3 separate regions of the Rattus norvegicus genome follow, and regions 2 and 3 are each linked to region 1. A link is a contact called in public Hi-C data. All regions are on one chromosome and are shown on one strand. Each heading gives the region's core, a stretch centred on a gene start, on an enhancer-like site or on the middle of the called end of the contact. The rest is flanking DNA. Distances are from core to core; before and after follow the strand shown.

Region 1 (2,772 bases), core at 120-2,619:
ACAAGACACCATGGCCATCATTTCTAATTAACAGACCTAGAGAAACAATGCGTGTAATAGCCACAGCCCTCACAGCCTGGGACTCCACCACAGATTAGTGCCCGAGGGAACATGCAAACAACTTCAAAGAGAAACAGGATACCCAAGGGTCTTCCTATTTCTACATGAGTATTCTTGGTAACACTGTTTGAAAACCCACCATGCCCATTTAATAACAGAGACTATTAATGTCAGAGCTACTATCCAGCAAAAACCACTTTTCAAAATAACTGTGTGTATGAGTGCTGGCATGTACATGGGTGTGCGTGCCTGTATCAATGCCAGCATGTACGTATGCATATAAGTGCCAGTGGATACATGTGTGTATTTGTACCTGCATGTATATGTGGGCACCAGTAGTAGCATGTGTGTACCCTGGTCCACACGTCAGGAATCGGGTGTCCACCTCGGCTTCGAGGCAGGTCCTTCTTGTCTGGTCACTTCCTCTGCTCCACAGGCTAGCTGGCCTACAGCGCCTCGCTGGCCTTCCTGTCCCCAATTCCACCTTGCCACAGGACTTCGGGGATTAGAGATTCAGACAACTTTATCTGGCTTTTAAGTGGATTCCAGGAGTTGAAATCAGGTGGTCAAGGCTTCTGTGGCAAACATCTTAAGTGCTAATCCATTTCTCTTATGTCAATTTTTAAAAAGTGAATAGGACTATGTGGCTTCCCCTCCCCTCCATACTTGTCAATCACCTGTAACTTATGAAGTCTATGAAGTCAACTGCATGTCCGAGTCTTTCTAACATCTTTTATATTTATTTACCGTGTGTGTACCTTCACATATGCACAGAGATGCAGGTTGGCTCTCTCTGTCCCCGTGTGGGTCCAGGGACGAACTGAGGTTGCCAGGCTTCCTAGCAAGTACCTTTCCTCACTGAGCTCTTGCTGGGCCCAAGTCTCTAGAAGGCAGCAGAACTGCATCAATTATGCACTTATTAAAACTGAGTTAAAGCCTTTTTCACACATCAAAGAAATGATCTTGGTCACAGTACTTCCAAATGCTTTTCTGCAGGAATCCGGAAACGCTGTTGGGTTTAATGCAAATAACTCTCTGAGTGCCCAAAGTTTTCTAAGGGAGTTTAGGATCAACAGTCTTATTTCCCATTTGTTCCTTTCCAACAAACACCCATGAAAGCTTGTATCCTTTTGATATTTACAATGTTTCTGTTTTTCCTGGCTGTGTCCTTGATGCTTGACAGAGGACCGTTAGAAGCTTTGGGGAAGGGAGAATGGGAAGCTACGTGCGTCCTTTTCCTTAGTGAGCGAGGAAAAGGATGCACTTTTTTAAAAACAGTGTTTGGCTGTCTACTTCCTCTCAAGAACTCCGCCCCTCTGTGCTACTTGACACATCCAGGCCTGGGCCGGTTCGCCAGAGAGTGGTGGCCAAGCCTAATGAGATCTCACACTTCAGTAGAGGAGCAGGCTGGATCTCTACCACGTGTGTGTGGTGCGGATCTCACTAAGGCAGCCTGCTACCTCCTGCCAGAGCTCCACAGGGAGCACTGACCGGAGCCGGTGTCAGGAGGCAGGCAACTGGCAGAGATAGTGACTGCTCTTTCTCTGTTCTGCTTTACCTCATGATGATCCCAAGTTTAGATTTCCTTTGGGATGTTGTCCAAATGTGCGCCATCTTTTAAGAGAGTCAGTGAACAAGGCTGTTATTATGAGGGAAGCAATTGTTATTACAGACTCCCATCTCAGGTCTTAGGGAGAGTGGCTCAAAGTTCAATATATGGCACTTTGAACAACTGTTTTCTACGGTAATAAAACCCTTTAATGTGGTTTAAATGTCCAGAAATTTTAATACTGAAGTGGAATGCAAAACTCTTTTATAGCCTTTGCTAAGAGAATTTCTTTGCACCGTGAGGGATAGCCAGGGCTACTGTCCTTCCTTCTGGTGGGCGGGAAGGGATGCTAGGTAGGATGCTCAAAGTAGAAGACTAACAGGTTCCTGAAAGGCTAGCAGACCACTCTACTTGGTGAGTGGCACGCCTGCCCATGTAGGCAATGGCTCAGGCAGAAGGATAAAAATAAATGCACAAAGGTACACTGGACATTGTTTAAGAGAATCAAGAAAAACATCACCTCTGTTGTCCCAGAAATACGAAAGTACCCCATTGCTGCAGTAGGATCGATCATTGTTAACTTCACCAACAGAAAGGTCTAGAAAGATCTACTGAGGTGGTGGTGCCTGAACAATTGTCAATAGTGGGAGGAGCAGACACAGAACCTCTGAAGGAGGAAAGTATTAAAGTGTACAAACTACAAAAGGGTCACGCCCTCTGAAGAGATAATGCTTTATGATCCCAAATGCCACATCTGTGGGCAGGCAGGAAATACTAGCTGGGACAAACAGGTGAGCCTGTTCACTGCGCCTGTCTCAGAGCCTTCAACGAAAGCCTGGGTGCATGGCAGGAAAGGCCCACAACAGCCTTCTCAACTGTTCGGCGTGCGGAGGTCCTGCACCATGGAACACACTACAGAAATCTGTTCTGGGTCTGCTTACGGACCCCATTTCAACAGCCAATATTCCTTCCAGAGAAGAACCTGACCCCAGCTGCCTTAGATGTTAATGTAGGGCTTAAGTGATCACAAAGTTCACTGCCTTCAAGAGCTAAAATAGGGAGGGAGATGAGGGAGTCTGTGTCAACAAAGACTCCAGATCTGGATCCCCCAATGAAGGAAGTGGTCCTTGGACAATGGATCCTGTCTCCATCCGACCACTGGC
Region 2 (2,772 bases), core at 86-2,585, 260 kb after region 1:
CATGAACAGAAGGCACGAGGAACGTGGTGGCTACTTCTGCGGAAATGAGGAGTCCATTTATAGACCACGTGGTACTGGCTGGAATTCGGTGGATGGGCAGCTGTGACAAGGGTTAAGATTGGGAATGTGCAGGGCACAAGTGACATTTTGCAGGGCCTTGTGGAGACCAAGAAATGGAGTAGCTATCGGGTGCAATGGGACACAATAGTGAAATAGTTGGGGTTTGCAGCTCAAGTTCAAGAGGGTGGTTTAGAGGTGACAGGTAGGCTCTCTTACCTCAGACATCCTGACAAATCAATGAAGCTAATGTATGAACCTTGTGTTACCTGCTGCTTGAGAACCCTGAATTCTCTTTTTCTACCACTTTCACAGGAAAGATGGTGGACCTAGTGGGCCCTACGGCATACTGCAGAACCTCTCTTCTAGAAGGAGTTCCACGTGACCCGTGTGTCTTTGTAGACCTGCTTTCCTGCCAAGGAGAAAGGAAAGTTTGAGCAGAGGTGAGGGAAGAGGACTTATGTAAAAATGTATGTTGGCAGCTATTCCTAGTTCTCCAAGGGAAATTAAAGAGCAGCCCCCTGTGGCTGGCTGAGTCAATACCTTACAAGGATGTCTTCACCCTCATCCCCAGAACCTGTGAGCCTGTTTCCTTATATGGCAAAGACTTTGGAAATGTGAACAAAGAGTGCAGGTGGTCATGAGAAACTAGAAATGACAAGAAGATGGCTCCTCTCCCTCCAGGTAGAGTGACAGACTCTCTGTTAGCCCAGTGAAATCCATTGCAAGCCCTCCACCAAATAGCTAAGTATGTGTTGGTTTTAGTTTCCAAGTATTGCAGAAAACATAGGAAGCAGATGACTCCCTTCGATTTTCTCCTTGACCTTCGGAGTGGCAGGAACTTTGCTTCGTTGGTTGTTAGGAGGCACTGGGCTGTGGGGAAACAGAACACGGGTGCCCTCCCAGAAAGTTACAGTCTAGTTTAGCTCAGCCACCTGCCTGCTGGTGGGAACCAGGTGGTGGTGGGTAACTTGTAACCCTTCACCCACTCTTCTTATCCTTGGAGTGAATGAGACATTGACTACCTTCAGGGTGACATGGACACGATGGAGCAAGTTAAAGAACATGGACATATACAAGTTCCCACGGAGAACATGGGGAAAATCTGGGATCAGGCAGGCATCTTGAATTTGATTGGTGATAGGTTGGAGTTTTCTAGGTAAGGGGTGGGGACAGAGCCAACAGGCAGAAGGCCAAGTGTGTGGTCTATGATCTACCTTCGTCACACAGGGCCATGTTGACCTCAGTGTCCATTCTGGGACTGTGATTGGCCCTCTGGGCCCTCTCCACGATATTGGGACCTGCCAGGCTTTCTTAACTACAGCAGCTCAAGTGTCATGATGTCAGGAGGGAAGACGTGAAAGGCTCCAGGTCGCTGCACGGCTTTGGTGCAGGTAAGCACTGAGCCATGGGTTAAGCAGGCTCCAAATGCTCTCACTGTCTACTAGAGGAGCCCTCTCTCTGGGAACGTGGTCTATTTGTGGGGAGGAAGAACACTCCACACTCTTAGCTTTGGACACTGAGGTATGTAAGAAGTTCTGTTAGCTACACAAGTCCAGAGGGAAGTTGCTAGTTAAAAAGGGGGTGGGGGTGAAGAGCTGTCTTCCCGAAACAATACTTTGTGAAACAAAGCAAAACAAGCATTCTGTGAATGGCGTCTGAAGACCTACTTGAAAACAAGTTTCACGTCCAGGAACATACTACCTGTCAGCAAAACAAGAGCCATATAAGGGATTCCTCTAGTCAGTCAGGCAGGCAGGCAGGCAGGCAGGCGCCGACACACCTTCTTTTGGTCTTATGACTCATCTCCAGGAGAGAGTTCAGTCTGTAAGGACAGCCCTCTAGGTTCCACCCGATGGATGGCCCCGCCCCTGCCCCGCCCCCACGAGACCTCCCTGGCCCTCCAGGTCCAATCCTGGGAATTCCCCCAAGGTCAACACAAACTTCCACTCAAAACTGCAGCTTCCTCATACAACTGCTATTGGTTTGGAAAACTTAATGACACAACTTAGACCCTTGGACCAGTGCCTAGAGACATGAGGAAATTGCTCCCCTCCAGGTGACAACCAAAATTTATTGGCTAAGTAGGAACGGGTCAAAGGCTAAAAGGTGGCTGTGTTCTTGCTCCACAGCATGCTACATCATGCTTGTAGACCTTTGAAACATTAGTGTATTTTGGCAATAGCAGTTTATTGATCAGAGTAGGTAACTATCGCCTAGCAAAGGGATGGCTGGAAGAACATTACGTATATATGTATATATGTATTTACTAAAGGATGTATATGTGTATGTGTGTGTGTGTGTGTGCATGTGTGCATGTGTGTGTACATGTGTGTATGTATGTGTATGTGTGTATGTGTTCGTGTGTGTATGTGTGTAGGTGTATGTGTGTGTATGTGCATGTATGTGTGTATGTGTGCATGTGTGTGTGTATGTAAGTCTGTGTATGTGCATGTGTGTATATGTGTGTATGTGTGTGTATGTGCATGTGTGCGTGCGCATGTATGTGTATGTATGTGTGTATGTGCATGTGTGTATATGTGCGTGTGTATGTGCATGTGTGTGTATATGTGCGTGTGTATGTGCATGTGTGTGTATATGTGTGTGTATGTATGTGTATGTGTGTGTATGTATGTGTGTATGTGTGTGTATGTGTGTGTATGTGTGTGTATATGTGTGTATATGTGTGTATGTATATGTGTTACAGAAAGGACT
Region 3 (2,772 bases), core at 194-2,693, 140 kb after region 1:
GGCTAGAGGTCGAGTTCTAGCTGCAGAGAACTTCTTTTTGCCCTTGAGGGCTGGGCATAGAGTGATTAGTCATCGTAGGACAGCAGCTATATCGCCTGTCCCATTGACTCATTTACTAGGAAAAAGGCCAAGTGTCAGGAAAGAGAGATGGGGTGGAGAGAAGGGGGAACTCATTATAGCGTTTTGTCAGGAACACCCAAATGCTCACGGATTCTACAACCTACACTTCATTCTTCTAACGCCATTCCACCGTTCAATCCATCCGACGAACAGTAGTCCATGAGTTCTGACAAAGATTGGGTGACATAAACACAACCAGGGACAATGTATACTCTCAACTCACAAAGTTCTTTTGTTCCTCTTCCCAAGTAACTCCTGGTCCTACCACACTCCCTGAGGCAATCCACAGCTATTCGTGTGAGAGCATGTATGTGCGTCTGTGTGTATGTTTGTGTCTTACCATTCGTTAGTCTGGGAATTTCATATTACAACCATAAAACATGTGCTCTCTTATATATAAAGATTCCTTCGCTTGACTTAATATTTTCGAGATGTCTGATTTTGAACAGTTGAAATAATGTACACCAGTCTTTGGAGATTCTTGGGTTAGCATCAGAAATGCTGGGCGGTGGTTGAACATGCCTTTAATCCCAGCACTCAGGAGGCAGAGGCAGGTGGATCTCTGAGTTCAAGGTCAGCCTGGTCTACAGAGTGAGTTCCAGGACAGCCAGGGCAGCACAGAAAAACCCTGACTCTATAATCAAGAATTCCAAAGTAAGTAAGTAAGTAAGTAAGTAAGTAAATATAAAATAATTTTTTTTAACTGAGGTAGAGAGGGTAATGCGGAGGAGAGGAAATGGACCCTAAGGTTAGAAACTCTGACCACTTGGTTTTCTGATGCAAGGTTGAGGACTGGTTCTTGTCAAGGTCATGCAGGTTGAGTTGAAACTGGAACCCAGGTCTCCTGATCCACTCTTGGAACAGGGAGCCAGCAGCTGAGTGAGGTGGTTGCTTTGAGCCAATGCCATGTGATACTAGAGAGTTTCGACAGAGCTTTGCTTAGAGGATGTGAAACTACACTAACCTCATGTGACAAGAGATCCTTGGAGGCCTTGGTGTGGGGCCAGGAGAGGAAGTCTGCATGGCTTCTGGTTACCGGCTCTACCTCTGAACCCACTGGCCTGGGGTGACTTATGGCGAACCTTCTCATTTGCAATAAAACGAGACATGGGGCAGGAAACGCTTTTCTACACCACCGTGCTTAAAGGCAGGGCGCCCCTAAAAAAGGCTGGGTGGGCGGGGCCTCTAAAAGGCACCTTCAGCCACACGCCCCTCCCAGAGCAGAGGATCTGGTGCTGAAAACACACCTCTTGGGAGGGAGAGATGCTGTGGTTACAGACACAGCCTTTGTGTCTTGTATGCACGTTCCAATTCAGCCCCAGATGACAATGACCTGGTAGTTCCTGCCTGCCAGCTGTTGGCTGGCCTCTGTGAAAGTCCCCAATGTTTGGGCCAATGCCTCGTGGGCAGGTATCCATATCACGAGGCCAACTGGCACCGTTGGCACCTTTGTTGGTCAAATGAGCACAGTGACTTGGAACAGAGGTGGCCGATCCACCCTCCCTACCAGCTGGCCGGTGGGAGCCTGTGGGCAGGTGCCCTGGGGAGAGAGAGGGTTCCGGTTGCCATGGTAACTGTTCAGAAAAGGAGGTTTCCTCCTCAAGGTCAGTTTGATCTCTTTTCTGCCAGGGGAAGAAATGGATCTGTGGCAGCCATGTCATGTATATCAATTCGTGTCTCATCTGTTTGGAATCTTCACTTCTAATTGGACCTATTATTAGTTAGTGTCTGGGAGAATCTGAGGGCTGGTGGATCTGTTGAGGGATGTCATTATAGTGAAGACTAGGTCACCAGAGAAGTCCCAGAAGAATTATTCCAGTGTATACCAAGCAGAGCTGGACAAAGAATTCCAAAGGCTTTTTTTTTTCTCCCAAGGCAGACTGGCAGGTTGGACGAGTTCTCTGGACTATTCCGGGATATGGAGATTAGCCCTGACTGAGGCCTTCACCCTAGATGTCCTTTGGCCAAACTGTCCTTGGCACAGGGGTGAAGGGACCCTTGTCAGCTTGCTGGGCCTGACTAGTTTCCCACAGTGAATTTACTGTAAAGGACCATGCATTCTCACCGATGCTGTCTGTTCTGCGAAGGTTCCACGTGTGCCTTTACCGATGTTTCTGGCTTTGACCAGAAAGTTCAACTCGTTCATCTACTCACTTCTGCACCTCGCTTCTGATGAAAGCTGTTCTCGCCCGGGTCACTGGGTTGAGCGTCAGTGATTTTCCCACCCAGCTTTTCCTCTGTGTGTTGGTAAAAAGATCCTCTGTTTCCGGCCTTGAGATGCTTGGGAGAAATACTAGCATCATTAGTGCAGGAACTCCTGGGGAGTGGAGGTTAGGGAACTGTGCTCTGTTCTGCCTACTGATATCTAGTCAAAATTATTTAGATCGGCTGGTAGATACCTAAGAATAGGAAATGTGAGTTTCTCTGGGTAAGCCTAAACACCTTGCCTGCAAGTGTGGCCATAGACACGGCTGTCAACTGTCTGACGTAGCCAGTGAGACTAGAGTAGATCGCCCCACTCCTTTTTGCCAGCTGGTTTTGGAGACCGGAATTTTTATGTATACATAAAAAGAGAAGTTCTTGTTATATTTAATGATTAACGGACTGAACATGCAAAGTGTTGTCCTGTGTCCTAGTGCTAAGTAAATATTT

Evidence for each region. A called contact is a pair of places that touch in the nucleus more often than the background predicts.
Region 2: a contact with region 1 is called in a Hi-C map of liver, with 3 times the contacts expected there. The contact joins two enhancer-like sites. A contact is called at or near these places in 3 of 12 Hi-C or Micro-C datasets (hepatocytes and liver).
Region 3: a Hi-C map of liver shows a contact between it and region 1, with 2.0 times the contacts expected there. The contact joins two enhancer-like sites. A contact is called at or near these places in 2 of 12 Hi-C or Micro-C datasets (both in liver).

Annotation. Positions count from the first base shown.
Region 1 is chr2:45,119,897-45,122,668 of GRCr8, forward strand. All of the region lies in intron 2 of Map3k1 (mitogen-activated protein kinase kinase kinase 1), which reads right to left. Among named protein-coding and RNA genes, the nearest start is that of Map3k1, 27 kb to the right of the region's middle. Within about 2 kb of position 1,370, at least 8 of the 93 cell types and tissues checked have an H3K27ac peak or open chromatin away from gene starts, as enhancers often do. A contact at or near this core is called in liver, where this site is marked.
Region 2 is chr2:45,375,841-45,378,612 of GRCr8, forward strand. No RefSeq gene overlaps it. Among named protein-coding and RNA genes, the nearest start is that of Map3k1, 230 kb to the left of the region's middle. Within about 2 kb of position 1,336, at least 10 of the 93 cell types and tissues checked have an H3K27ac peak or open chromatin away from gene starts, as enhancers often do. A contact at or near this core is called in liver, where this site is marked.
Region 3 is chr2:45,262,883-45,265,654 of GRCr8, forward strand. It overlaps LOC134485837 (a long non-coding RNA gene), which reads left to right. Exons shown (of 2, transcript XR_010064080.1): 2 at 1-2,772. Among named protein-coding and RNA genes, the nearest start is that of Map3k1, 120 kb to the left of the region's middle. Within about 2 kb of position 1,444, at least 19 of the 93 cell types and tissues checked have an H3K27ac peak or open chromatin away from gene starts, as enhancers often do. A contact at or near this core is called in liver, where this site is marked.